3 separate regions of the Mus musculus genome follow, and regions 1 and 3 are each linked to region 2. The links are chromatin contacts, called in public promoter capture Hi-C maps. All regions are on one chromosome and are shown on one strand. The core of a region is the stretch at or near the end of the contact, and the rest is flanking DNA. Distances in the headings are between cores, read along the strand shown. Region 1 holds the start of Gas8 (growth arrest specific 8). Region 2 holds the start of Galnt2 (polypeptide N-acetylgalactosaminyltransferase 2). Region 3 holds the start of Trim67 (tripartite motif-containing 67).

Region 1 (4,132 bases), core at 1,085-3,584, 710 kb after region 2:
GCTGACTCAGAACTCACTATGTAGATTAGACTGGCCTTGAAATTACTGAGATTAATCTACCTGCCTCTGCCTCCCAAGGCAGGCGCCACCACACTTGGCTAAAATCTTCCCCTTTGATATAATGTTTACTGGCAAACAAAGAATGACATATCTGTCTTAACACTTACAAATCAGCTCTGTGACCACTGGGTATATGAAAAGATAAGGATGAAATAAAATGCACAAAGTTTAAAAATACCTATCATATTCGAGGGGTGGGGGGACGCCTTCCAGGTTCCTATTACAAAGTGTCCTCACATGGATACACTGCATTTAAAAGTATGTCATGCCAGGTGAAGTGAGGAAACTACGGGCACGGGATAGACACGTTACGTTTGGACAGACTGAGAGTAGACAGACACACAGATAAGAGTTTCGCCAGCACATCTGCAGCGGTGCCTACCCCACCCTTGAGCCAGGCTCCAAGGGCTGTGCTCACCTGCTCCTTGGTCATGTCCTCTGGTGCGACGCCATCAACAATCGCGGTCCCTTTGGCTTTCCCCTTCTTCCCTTTCTTTTTGGGTGCCTTTGTGTGAAGAAGAGAGGACTGAGTTAAGTACAGGACAACTCTATCTCAGGGTGTCCCTCCTTGATGGACTGACTGCTCACATGGTCAGCTCTACCTCAGGGTGTCCCTCTTTGACTGACTCGGTTCACACAGGCATAAGGGGAAGGAATGCCTGTTTAGAATCTTGACCTTGACTGTTCACACAGTGCTGACTGGAACATTTACCTAGGGGGTATCATTATACTGATCCCTCCCCCCCATTAATATACCAGAGGTGGGGAGGGAGAGAGATCTCATTTGGAGAAGCACTAAGGGGGAAGGGAAGGAGAAAGAAAACACTTCAAACCCATTCACTCCTGGATGTAGGACAAGAATTTCTTTGTTACGGTTAAAAACATTCTTTTGGAGAGATGGCTCAGAGGTTAAGAGCACTGACTGCTCTTCCAGAGGTCCTGAGTTCAATTCCCAGCAACCACATGGTGGCTCACAACCATCTGTAATGGGGTCTGATGCCCTCTTCTGGTGTGTTGGAGGACAGCAGCAGTGTACTCACATATATAAAACAAATCTTACATTAAAAAAAAAAAAAGAAAAACTTATGGGGGGGTGGAGAAGGGGTGTTTTGGGAAAGGCAGCATTTGAGGAGGTAGTGTGGAAACCTAAAAGATAAAAAGAAAAACTTATCTGGGCTTTAAAAAGGAGGGATACACACACACACACACCCGCCCCACCCCACAAGTATACTGGCAACCACGCTTCATAGCCACCACAGAGACACAGAAGACCCTCATCAGCAAGGACCGAGAATAAGCCTTTTGGAGAGACCTCACAGCAATGACCGAATCTGAGGCTTCCTGACTCGTGTCTGCCATTATGAACCCACTTCAGGGAACTCTGGTCTTGAGCACACCGCACACACTGTGTCTGTCTGCAGATGTTCCCAGCAGACACTGCTCACAGGGCCTGCTTTATTCTAGCAGCCTTGACAAGGCCATAAATGCTTGGCGGGAAGATTAAGCAGCAGTTAATATCGGCCATAGTTCCAGGCAGGCAGACGCAGGAAGATGCCACCCCACCAGCTAATGACCCATGCCCTAGCACATCTGCCAAGACACTGCACTACTGACAGCATCTATCTCCTGGGTGGGGCGGGGCATTATGTGAGAAAAATAAAGGAGACAGGGGGCTTCGGCCTTCTTCTTCTCAGGAGCCTGAGATACCCAAGGTGTGTATCCCTGGTCACTCCATGACACTCTGCCCTTGGTAGGGAGGCCTCCGGCCACATGGTACACGCTAGGTTTTCCACCTCCGAGTTCTCGGGGTTTCTCCTGTGCCGGATTCTGCGCCCTGTGGACACTTAATTGACCCCTGAGCCCTTAAGTACTGGTCCCAAGGATCTGACGGACTCAGCTTCTGATTTCTGGACGCCTTGCACACTGGACTCTCAGTCTAGCCAGTGTGATGATCATCCCAGAGAACCTGAATGCAGGCCCCGGCCTCCTGGCCTCCCCAACCGGGACCACACGGAAGAACTGCGCCCAGCTCTCCATTCTAGTAATCCAAAATTGCAGGCCCTCCCAGTCCCGGGGACCCGACCCTCTCCACATTTCTGCACGAAAGCCTCCCAGGTTCTCTGTGCACTGGACACTCCGAGCACAGGCCGACTCACCATGGTGCCAGCAGTCCAGCACTTCCACTAATCCGGGATGGGCGCTGGTCAGAGGAGGCTGCGCGGTCTCCTGGCAACTCCGACTAGATCCCGTGCTGGTTCTCAAATCCTCGCGAGACTATCCTCCAGTTCTCCCCTCCCACCCACCCCCGCCCTAAGGGACCTGGGCAACCGGGAGTGCGTCCCTAACAACGCGCCAGAAGAGCTAGTGTTGCCCTCGGTGTATTGCTGGTCTCTCTCCCACTACAACTTGGGCTACAGAAGAAACCTATTGTGGTTCCTCGGGTTCTCCAGAGTCTACATGGCGGGCGCTCACAAGGAGGAACGGATAAAGAGAAAAGTCTGAATGATTAATCTGCCTCCCAAGCCAAGTTCCCAAATTGGATGCAAATATTGAGCTAAGAGCCCGCTCCTGCGGCCCATCCACCTTGCCCTGCTTGTGAAAATTCCTTCCACATGCTGCTCTGATGAGACTGAACGTGTAAAGCTGGGCTTCCAGAAAGAAAAACGCTAAGGGTGTTATGCCTGCGACCACTGGGGAAGCTGAGAGGAAGACTGCATGCGTTGGAAGCTAGCCTGGGCTACATACCAAAAACCCTGTCTCAAAAAAAAAAAAAAAAAAAAAAAAAAAAAAAAGAAAAAAATGCTGGAGAGATGGCTCAGCGGGTAAGAGCACTGACTGCTCTTCTGAAGGTAGAACCACCCATAATGAGACCTGACGCCCTCTTCTGATGCGTCTGAAGTCAGCTACAGTGTATTTATTTATAATAATAAATAAGCGAGTTGATTGGAGTTGCTTGGAGCAGGGCTGCACCCTGCATAACAACCACATAAAGGCTCACAACCATCTGTACAGCTGCAGTGTATGCACATACATAAAAAGAAAGAGAAACAAAACAAAAGCAAAACAACAACAAAGTGGCTTAGCAGGACAGGGTAAAACAGAAACAGAAGGGACAGCAGGTTATGCTCCTCTGCCTGCTCTGAGGATGAAGATTCCACACCCATAAGTGGATGCAGCAGGAGAGAAAGATTGCTCAGTGGTGGGGATCTGAGGCTCCTAGCAATGAGACTCCCCTGTTTGCTAACCCAACCTCCCAGTGTCCCCTCTCCCAGATTCTTGAAGAATGGCCCGCTGGAAGAACAACACCGGATCCTTGTGAGCATTCTAACAGTGGCTTATTTGTAGTAAATCTTAACAAAAGTCCAACATAGCCGCCACGCTGTTTGCTGTCAGTGAACTTTAAGGCGAGCCCCACTCGCCTGGGAAACTCAAAAGCAGCACCTAGAAGCACCTGAGCACAGTTAGGTCAGCTGTCGAATGCTGTCAGCCGAGAGCTCAGATTGTCAGCCGGAACATACACAGGTGGACTCCGGGTAGCCTGTTTTTTACGGGAGCCTTCCAAGAAAGCTGGATTTCTTTCCTAAAGACCTAGCCTTGGGAGTTGCACTGTCTCACATCTCCCACACTCTACTAGCCAGTGCAGTCACAGGCTCCAACAGCACTGCAGCTAAAAGATCCTGATGGTACGGTTCTGGAAGAAATGGTTCCAGCAGTTTTGGCTTGTTTGTTGAGGCGGAGTCCATGTAGCCAAGGCTGACCTCAAAGCCAGACCATCAGCAAGATCAGAGATGAACATGAACTGCTCCTCCTGCCTCCACCTGTGAAGCATTTGGGACAGGTGTGTAGCACCATGATTGGCTCCCTGACATTTTAACTGCTTTACTATTTTGGAAAGCACAGCCTGCTAATGTCCCAGGTACCTAATAGTGGCCTATGCCCAACCCTCTTTTTCTTTTTTTTTTTTTTAAGATTTATTTATTTTAAGTACACTGTAGCTGTCTTCAGACACCCCAGAAGAAGGCATCAGATCTCATTAGGGATGGTTGTGAGCCACCATGTGGTTGCTGGGATT
Region 2 (3,660 bases), core at 735-3,234:
TTCTATAGGGTCTCCATCGGATCACAAAGAGGTCTTGGGCTTTCTTCACACCTAAAGCTAATACCTCTTAGGCATCCAGAGAACTTTAATGAGGAGACAAGCCAACTGCTTGCCAACAGACACCCCCAGAGGTAGGGTGACATCCCTGGGAGGCTGATGCCACAGGTGCCTTTCTACATACATACCTGTGCTGATCCAGGACTTCATCTTTGTGTGACTAGGAAAAAGCATTGTCAGCAGCCAGGGTATTCCCAAGGCGAGGGAAGTCTCCTGGGGAAGCAAAGTCCGTACACACCACACTTGCTCAGAGTCACCATGGTTCTCAAAAACCTGGCTGCTGCCACCAGCCACGCTTGCTAGACTTAAACCCTAGCAAGCAGGGGCTCCCAGCACAACAACCATTCAGAAAGCAGGGCTAATGAGAGTCAGTGTCCACCCCACACAAGCCAGGCACAGGGAAACACTGTTTCCATGTTCGTTACTGAAAATAAAAAACGAATCATGAACCCCTCCCAGAGTCAAAAAGACACTTCCACCTTCCTCCCTCCCTTCCTTCCTCCCTCCGTACCTGCAGCTAGGAATAACTTGAAGATGCCAGAGAAAAAGGGAATCAGCCATGTGCCTTTGACATTCAGTGTCTGAGTAGGGGTAAAGTCGGCGGCTGCTCATGGGCAGTCCATCCTACTCAAGATTCTACCCCCTATCTCCCTAAGCCGCGATCTACCTCCATTCTTTTCTGGTCGTGTACTGTTACTCAAAATCAAGTAAGGAGGGCTACAAATCTTTGGAAAAGATAACTATATTTCGAAGCTCGTTAGCTAGTAAAACACCACAAACCCCTCAGGAGAGAATACAACAGCCTAGACAGCACCAACCAAGGCAAGGATCCCACGCTCGCTCGGTGTCCACTCGGTACCCAAGCCGAGATGACTGCCGAATCAGAACCTGTAAGCTCTAAGACTCCCGGCCTCACTACCGAACCCACCAGAGACACACACCGAGGAGGGACTTGGGGTTAGGAAATGCGGACTTGGGGTTAGGAAATGCAAGCGCAAAAGGCTAGGTAGTTCCCGCCGCCGTGAGCGGCCAAGGGCCGAGGTGGGCAGTGTAGCAAGTAGAACGGGAGGTCTGACAGAACCACGGTACGACCTCACTGCCGGGGTGCTGGATGGGGAGGATAGGGAGGGATCACGCCTCTGATCACTGGAGCACCAGGGTTCCAGCCCGACCAAGGTCCCCAAGATCTGGGCGCAAGACGAGAGGGTCGCGGGTTCCAGTTGGGCGGAATGTGGCTCGGGGAGCACCGGGTTTCGGGTGACAACGATCCCCAAGATCCCGGAGCAGGGAGTGGGGCTCCGGGGTGATCTGGGCGGAGTACGGAGCAGGGGGCAGGGAGTCCGGCGGAAGGGTTGTCCCTATGATCCCGGCACAGGGAGTGGAGCGCAGTGTCGCCAGCGAGATAACAGCCTCCAAGATCCTGGCGCAGGGCGGTACGTGGCTCCGGGTGCCCGCGCCCCGCATGCGGGAGGCAAGTCGCTGCACCCAGAGCCGCGGGTGAGCCGGACAGGGCCGGAGCTCGCGCCGCTGGCCTGAGGGCCCGGAGAAAACTTGAGGCGCGCGTCCCGGCCAGGGTCCCCACATCTGCTGCCCCGAGCCGGGGAGCACTCTCGGTGCACGGCGCCTCCCCGCTGCAGGCCCGGGTCGGCGCACAGGCCTCGCGGCACTCACCTTCCTGCCGGCGCCGCCCCCGCCCGCGGCCAGCGCGGAGCCGCCCCCCGAGTACATGTAGTAGGCGATGCCCAGGACCCAGAGCAGCGCGAAGCACAGCAGCATCCGCGAGCGCCGCCGCATCCTCGCTCTGGGCGGCCGCCGGGCAGCCTGGCGGCGCGGCGGGCGGAGCGCGCGGCGGGCGGAGCTCGGGGCGGCGGCGCGGGAAGACGCGGCGCTCGGCGGGCGGCGCTCGGCGCTCGGCGCTCGGCGCCCGGCAGGAAGCGGCGGCCCAGCGGCGGGGTCAGGGAGCAAAGGGCGACCAATCGACGCTGAGGGGCGGGCGCGGGGGCGGAGCCGAGTCTCCATGGCAGCGGCGCCCCGCCCACTGCGCGCCCCCGGGAGTGGCAGGTGGAGGCAGCGGGCGCGGACGCGCGGTTCCCCAAAGACTTGGAATGGGCCAGTCTGCAGAGATCGCCCCGGCCCGCCATCCGTCACATTCACTATTTGGGCAATAGTGGGTTCTTGGGTTTTTATTTTTTATTTGTGCTTTCTCTTTTTTAATATAAGGTCTCATCCTATAATCCAGACTGACCTCGAACTCACCATCCAGCCCATGCTGGCCTCAATCTCGCAGCACTCCTTTTGCATCAGACTTCTGAGTCCTGGGATAACAGGAATGCACTGCCCTGTGGTCTGAACAAGACTAAGACAGGGAAGGTAGATTTCAAGGCGCTTGCTTGTAAGGATGACCCTTCCTGCTCTTAAAAGCAAAATGGAATGGTGGTGGTTTTAAATAAACGTGAAAAAGAGGGGAGATAGATGGTAATTTATGTTTTTAAATCTTTTCGGTTTTTTATTGGTTGCTTTCTTGAAGGAATGAGGTGAGCATAGTAACCCACTTAATAGAGCAGGCAGCAGCGAGTTCCCTGACAGCAGCTCTGGTGACTGTAACCTTGTCCATGACCTTGTGACTCTAAGTCCCTGTGTCTGGAAAAGAATTTCCAGTACTTGAGAGCCTGCAAATATTTCTGAGATCTGCCCACACTGCAGGAGGAAGGAACTCCCTGGGCGGCAGTCTGCCCAATCCTGAACAAAGAGCACCGCAAGCCTTGGGCTACCAGGATTCTGAGCCTCACCTGAACTTCAGACTTCTCAGAAGTGAGAAGGGAAAGCCTCTTAGTTCCACCAGACACCCCATTCCTGAAGACACCCCATTCCTGAAGACATCCCATTCCACCAGGCACCCCATTCCACCAGGCACCCCATTCTGCAAACACCCTTCACAGAAGACAGGTTTCTCATACCCTAAGAAGTTCCGTTCCAAGTACTAGAATCCGAGCACTGTACTGACCAGGGAAGAGATTTGTAAAATACTGAAGAGATGACAGGCTTGAAAACACCCAAGAGTCTTGGGGACAGTCAGATAAGTGGGAACAACTGTTGCCCCTCAGAGGCCTGGGAGTGAAGGGAAAGAAGAGGAAGCAGGACAAACCCCAAAGAGCAGGAAAGAGACAAGCAAGTGGCCCCTCCCCCAGCATAGCATCAGCATCAGTATCTGTTGAAAACTGCAGAGGACAGAAGAGAAAGTCCCCACCCGGAGCCCTGCCTCCAAATGCTTCCTATCTGAGAAGTCAAAGGACAGCAAAACTGCTACTACAAAAGCAAAACAGAAAGTTAGTCATATTGCTGAGTGTGGAAGAGGAATCCTAACATTTCATCTGATTATGCTCCCCAACACACACATGCACACACACAGGCACGAGCACACACACACACACACACATTGACTGATGGTGGTTGTGTCACCTGTAATCTCAGCATTCGGGAGGTTGAGCCAGGAAGATTGCTAAATGAGAGACAGAGAGACAGAAACAGAGAGACAGAGACAGAGAGACAGAGAGAGACAGAAAAAGACAGAGATAGAGACAGAAGAACAAGGAGGAGGAGGAG
Region 3 (4,203 bases), core at 747-3,246, 560 kb before region 2:
GGATGGATGGATGGAGTGATTCCTGTTTGGCCCTCAAGCCCACCAAGAAGGGGTTCAGAGAATCTCTTTTCTTCCACCCTGGCTGGCGTTCCGCACAGCCGACGCTCACCTTGTGCTGCTTCCACGTTGCCCCCAGCGGCTTCACCTCGTGCTTGCTGTGCCTGCCTTCCTCCAGGCACATGTAGCACACAGGGCTCCGACAGCTCACGCAGTACATGCTGTAGTTCTCCATCTCGTGCTCGGGACATGTGGGGAACTTTCGCGGCGCGCTGGCCCCGGCACCCCCTGGGCTCCTGCATCCTCCTGCGCTGGAGGCAGTGGAAGTGCCTGTAACAGCAGGGGTAGCCTCTGGGGGTGTGGGCGGCGGCGGTGGCTGAACTAGCCGATGCTTAGCGAAGGGGCCCCGGGACGGGTGGCACTTGAGCTGGCAGGTGGCGCAATAGAGCACGTCGCATTGCTCGCAGAGAGTGGCTGCCGGCTCCGGTGGGGTGCGGTCGCACAGCTGGCAGATGGCCACCGCCGGGGCTGCAGCCGCCCCCGGAACAACCCCACGGCCCTGCTGGTACCGCTGCACAATGCCCTCCAGTAGCCGGTTGCGCTGGAAGCCTCGCAGGCCGCGGTGATCCAAGGAGGCGCTGCGGTGGCACTGCGGGCAGGTGATGGAGCTGGAGGACGAGCAGAGCGAGGAGCAGGCGGCGCCTCGGGCCGCGGCGGCCGAAGAGCCCGGGGGCGCAGGCACCATGGGCAGCACGCGGACTCCATTGGGGGACTTGAGGCTGGGGGTGTAGGAGCCATAGCCGCTGTCAGTCTCGCTGTACAAGCTCAGCTTGTCCGCGTGGTCTCCGCCACCGGTCGCCCCGCCGCCTAGGCCTCCGGCTGTGTTAGCTCCCGCGCCTCCGCTGGTCGCGCCGGCGGCTGCGTCCTGATCCGGAGGGGTTGCGGCGGCGGCGGCACCTCGCGAAAGAAGGAGCGGCGGGGGCAGGTGCTGCTCGCCGTCCGGGGTCTGAACCGCGATAGTGCGGGCGCACGGCAAGCAGACATTGTGAGAGCAGGGCAGGATGATGGGTTCCCGGAACAGGGATCCGCACACTGGGCACTTCAGCTCCTCCTCCATCGCCGCGCCCGCGGCCAGAGCCGCTCGGGACCAGCCAAGAATGGTCAAGGCTCCGAAGACAAGCGCAGCTGGGCTGGCGATGTCAGCGCTCTTGAGTCAGGAGGCGGGGGTATTTCACGGGCATGCTGTCTTCACCCGAGGGTGGCACGCCCCCTCTCTGTCCTCAGGCCACCGCCCTAAGACGCTTGGCCGCCAGAGAAAGGAGGGGTCCTCACCTCCTGAAGGCGAGGCTCCCTCACCGGAGGCAGCCGTCTGAAGGTGGCGGGGAGCCCTCGCGGTGGCCTCCGAGGTTGTCCAGGTGTTGAATAGGCAGCAGTAGCGCCGTCCGGGGTACCTCGTGCCTCCACTCCACGAAGGACCAGTGACCCGCTGCTGTGAGCCAGCAAGGCTACTGAGCCCGACTCCGCAGCGCCGCTGCCCCGAGTCTTCTTTCTGCGAGCGCCCCGCCCCTACCCAGCTCTTGGCCAGTGCCCGAGTGGCGGGGCCAGGGCTGGTTCAGCACCACCAGACGGCGGACAGCGCCCGCGAGAGGATGGGCCCGGAGTCCGCGCCCGTCCCCCCTCCCGCGCGCATCCTCCGCCAGGCTGCTGTGCAGCCGCGGCCACCTCGGCATCCCCCGGCCCGGAGACCGTCGCCGTACCGCTGCTCGGGCCGCTGCTCTCTGAGCTGCCTCCTCGTAGGCCGGTATTGAGCAGCGTCCCAGGCTGGCCTCGCCGGCTCCGGTTCCTGCAGCGCCCCTGACCTTGGCCGCGCCACGCTGCAGCGGCGGGTGGGGGGCGAGCACCCGCTGGCTCGGGAATCCCCCTCCCGGCCCCACCGCCTCCCGCGCCCGCCCGCCCGCCGTGCCGCGCGCCCAGGAGTTGTAATTTCCAGAGCGAGAGTAACGGGGCGGGGGGCGGGGAGCCAGGCGTCAGCTCAGCGAATGAGGGCTCGCCTCTCGCGGCTGGCAGTCAGGGGCGGGTCGGAGGGCTTCGTGGGGAGGATCATTGTGGAGAACTGCTCCGTTACGGATGGAGACTGCACGGTGAATTAGCACGGCGCCCCGCCCAGCTTGCCAGAGCAACCCTGGCCAGCTCCCGCCCTGCCCACTCCTCGCCACCATGAAAGCGTAAACAGCGGTCCCTAAAAGGCCAGTCGCTTGAAAAAGGCCTCGCAACACAGCGCGACAGTCGGTTCCTAAATCTATTTCCTCCCCGCAAAAAGCTTTCAAGGCACAAAATGTCGGACAGCCTCGCGCCAAAGGGCGAGGTTTGATTTATGCATCTTTTTACAAGCCTTTTTTTTTTTTTTTTTTTGTCTCCTTGGTTCTACTGGGGCTAGTCGTGGAAGATGAGGGCCGGAGGACTTGGCGAGGACACGGTGAAGGTTGCCAAATACAACCTCCCCAGGCTGCTCGCGAGTGCGGAGAGGCGGGAGGCAGCGAGCAGGTGTTCTCTTTATGAATGGGAGCTTCCTGCAACGTCGCCGCCCGCGCGCCTGGCTGCCGTCTGCCCGCTGTTCTGCGCTGGGTAGTGCCGGCTGCCCAGAGAAAGGAAGTACGCGCTGGGCATAGAGCTAAGGGCGAGCCCTGGAAGGGAAGAGCGCGTGGAGCGAAATGCGCACCACGCGGCCCTCTCTTCCTGTGCGATTCAAGCTGGCTTGGAACAGACAAGGAAATTGTCGATTTAGAAAGGATGTGTCAGTCAGCGTGCTGGCTCGTGCTTGTAATTCTAGCACTTGGGAGGCCTAGGCAGAAGGATTGCTATGAGTTCAAGGCCAGCTTGGGCTACATAGTAATTTCCAAGCTAGTCTGGGTGTTACATAGTAAGACTCTGCTGAACTGAAACAAACAAAAAAAAAAAAACAGCAACCGTGGCGCAGACTCCTGCTGAAGGAATGCAGGGCCCCAGCCACTGTCAGCATTTGGAAAGATAGCAGGAGGAGAGAAATGAAGCCACAGACTAATGAGGCAGCTGCCTTGGCCTGGCTCTGTGCCTAAGGGATAGAACCTCTGGTGGAAGGGAGGTCACCAGGAAAGCCATTGCAAAGCACCCCAGTGAAGCCCATATCTTTACAGGACTTCCGGGGTCCTGCAGCTTGCTTCCACCTGTCCAGTCTGGAAAATACTATAACAATATATATATGTGTCCGTGCCAAATTGTTACAGTAAATGCTCTGGACTACTTTCTATGCATCTCAGTTCAGCTGAATGGCTTACAGAAGTCTGGCTCCATGTTTAAGGGTAGGCTCCTGCTAAACCGGACATCCCAATTAGCCCTGCTTCAGGAAGCAGTGCTGCACGGTGGGGGTGGGGGTGGGTATGGAGGCGGCAACTGTCCTAATCCACTCTCTGTAGATGAAGCTTCAGTCACCTGGTCCTGCCAGCAATACACTGAAAAAAAGAAATTCTTCAGAAAGTCACTATTGATCCTAAGGTCTAGGAGAGTCACAACTTGGGTTATTGAAAGCTCTTCAAGAAGCTGGAAGGTGGTGGTGCACGCCTTTAATCCAAGCACTCAGGAGTCAGAGGCAGGTGAATCTCTGAGTTAGAGGCCAGCCTGGTCTACAGAGCGAGTTCCAGGAGAACCAGGGTATACAGAGAAACCCTGTATCAATAAGTAAGTAAGTAAATAAATAAATAAATAAATAAATCCTTTCTGCTGAACCCAGCTACCCAGCTCAGTCTGCCCTGGGACCAACTGGAATTCATATCTCTTAAAAACCTCATGATTTTATAGTAAGCACAGTAAGTGACTCCTGTTTCTCTTTGTCTTTTTCAGACCTGGGTAGCCTACTTAGGCTTGGACAGGGTGGCACTTTTAGCCAAGCGTGTGTGTCTCTGCACATGCAAGACATACTGTGAAACCACTCCTAGCTTGGCCTATAGTAAGCAACAGACACGTGAAATCTGAGGACTTGGAAAGTGGTGATGAGAAGACAGCCTGGGCCACAGAGTGGGACCCTAACTCCACAAGCAAACAAACCAACCATGACAAGCCACAAAGAAACAAGCAAACTTCCTCTTTTGCTTTCCTTCAAAACAGAACACTCGGGCATCTTGCCACATCCTCAGTCCCCATGGCTCTGTAGCTCAAGTCAGCTCAGCTGTG

Evidence for each region. Promoter capture Hi-C pulls out the DNA fragments that hold promoters and counts their contacts.
Region 1: a promoter capture Hi-C map of liver shows a contact between it and region 2, with 2.3 times the contacts expected there. The contact joins the promoter of Gas8 here to the promoter of Galnt2 in region 2. A contact is called at or near these places in 2 of 39 promoter capture datasets (hippocampal neurons and liver) and 1 of 115 datasets of contacts at active chromatin or transcription factors (bone marrow-derived macrophages).
Region 3: a contact with region 2 is called in a promoter capture Hi-C map of liver, with 2.6 times the contacts expected there. The contact joins the promoter of Trim67 here to the promoter of Galnt2 in region 2. A contact is called at or near these places in 1 of 39 promoter capture datasets (liver) and 1 of 484 Hi-C or Micro-C datasets (embryonic stem cells).

Annotation. Positions count from the first base shown.
Region 1 is chr8:123,517,037-123,521,168 of GRCm38.p6, reverse strand. Gas8 (growth arrest specific 8) reads right to left here and starts at 2,334. Exons shown (of 11, transcript NM_018855.2): 1 at 2,217-2,334; 2 at 479-565. The coding sequence starts at 2,219. It also overlaps a transcript of Dbndd1 not described here.
Region 2 is chr8:124,229,718-124,233,377 of GRCm38.p6, reverse strand. Galnt2 (polypeptide N-acetylgalactosaminyltransferase 2) reads right to left here and starts at 1,984. Exons shown (of 16, transcript NM_139272.2): 1 at 1,729-1,984. The coding sequence starts at 1,851.
Region 3 is chr8:124,790,812-124,795,014 of GRCm38.p6, reverse strand. It overlaps Trim67 (tripartite motif-containing 67), which reads right to left and starts at 1,996. Exons shown (of 10, transcript NM_198632.2): 1 at 110-1,996. The coding sequence starts at 1,114. It overlaps Gm46059 (a long non-coding RNA gene), which reads left to right and starts at 2,628. Exons shown (of 3, transcript XR_001778718.2): 1 at 2,628-3,711; 2 at 3,874-4,203.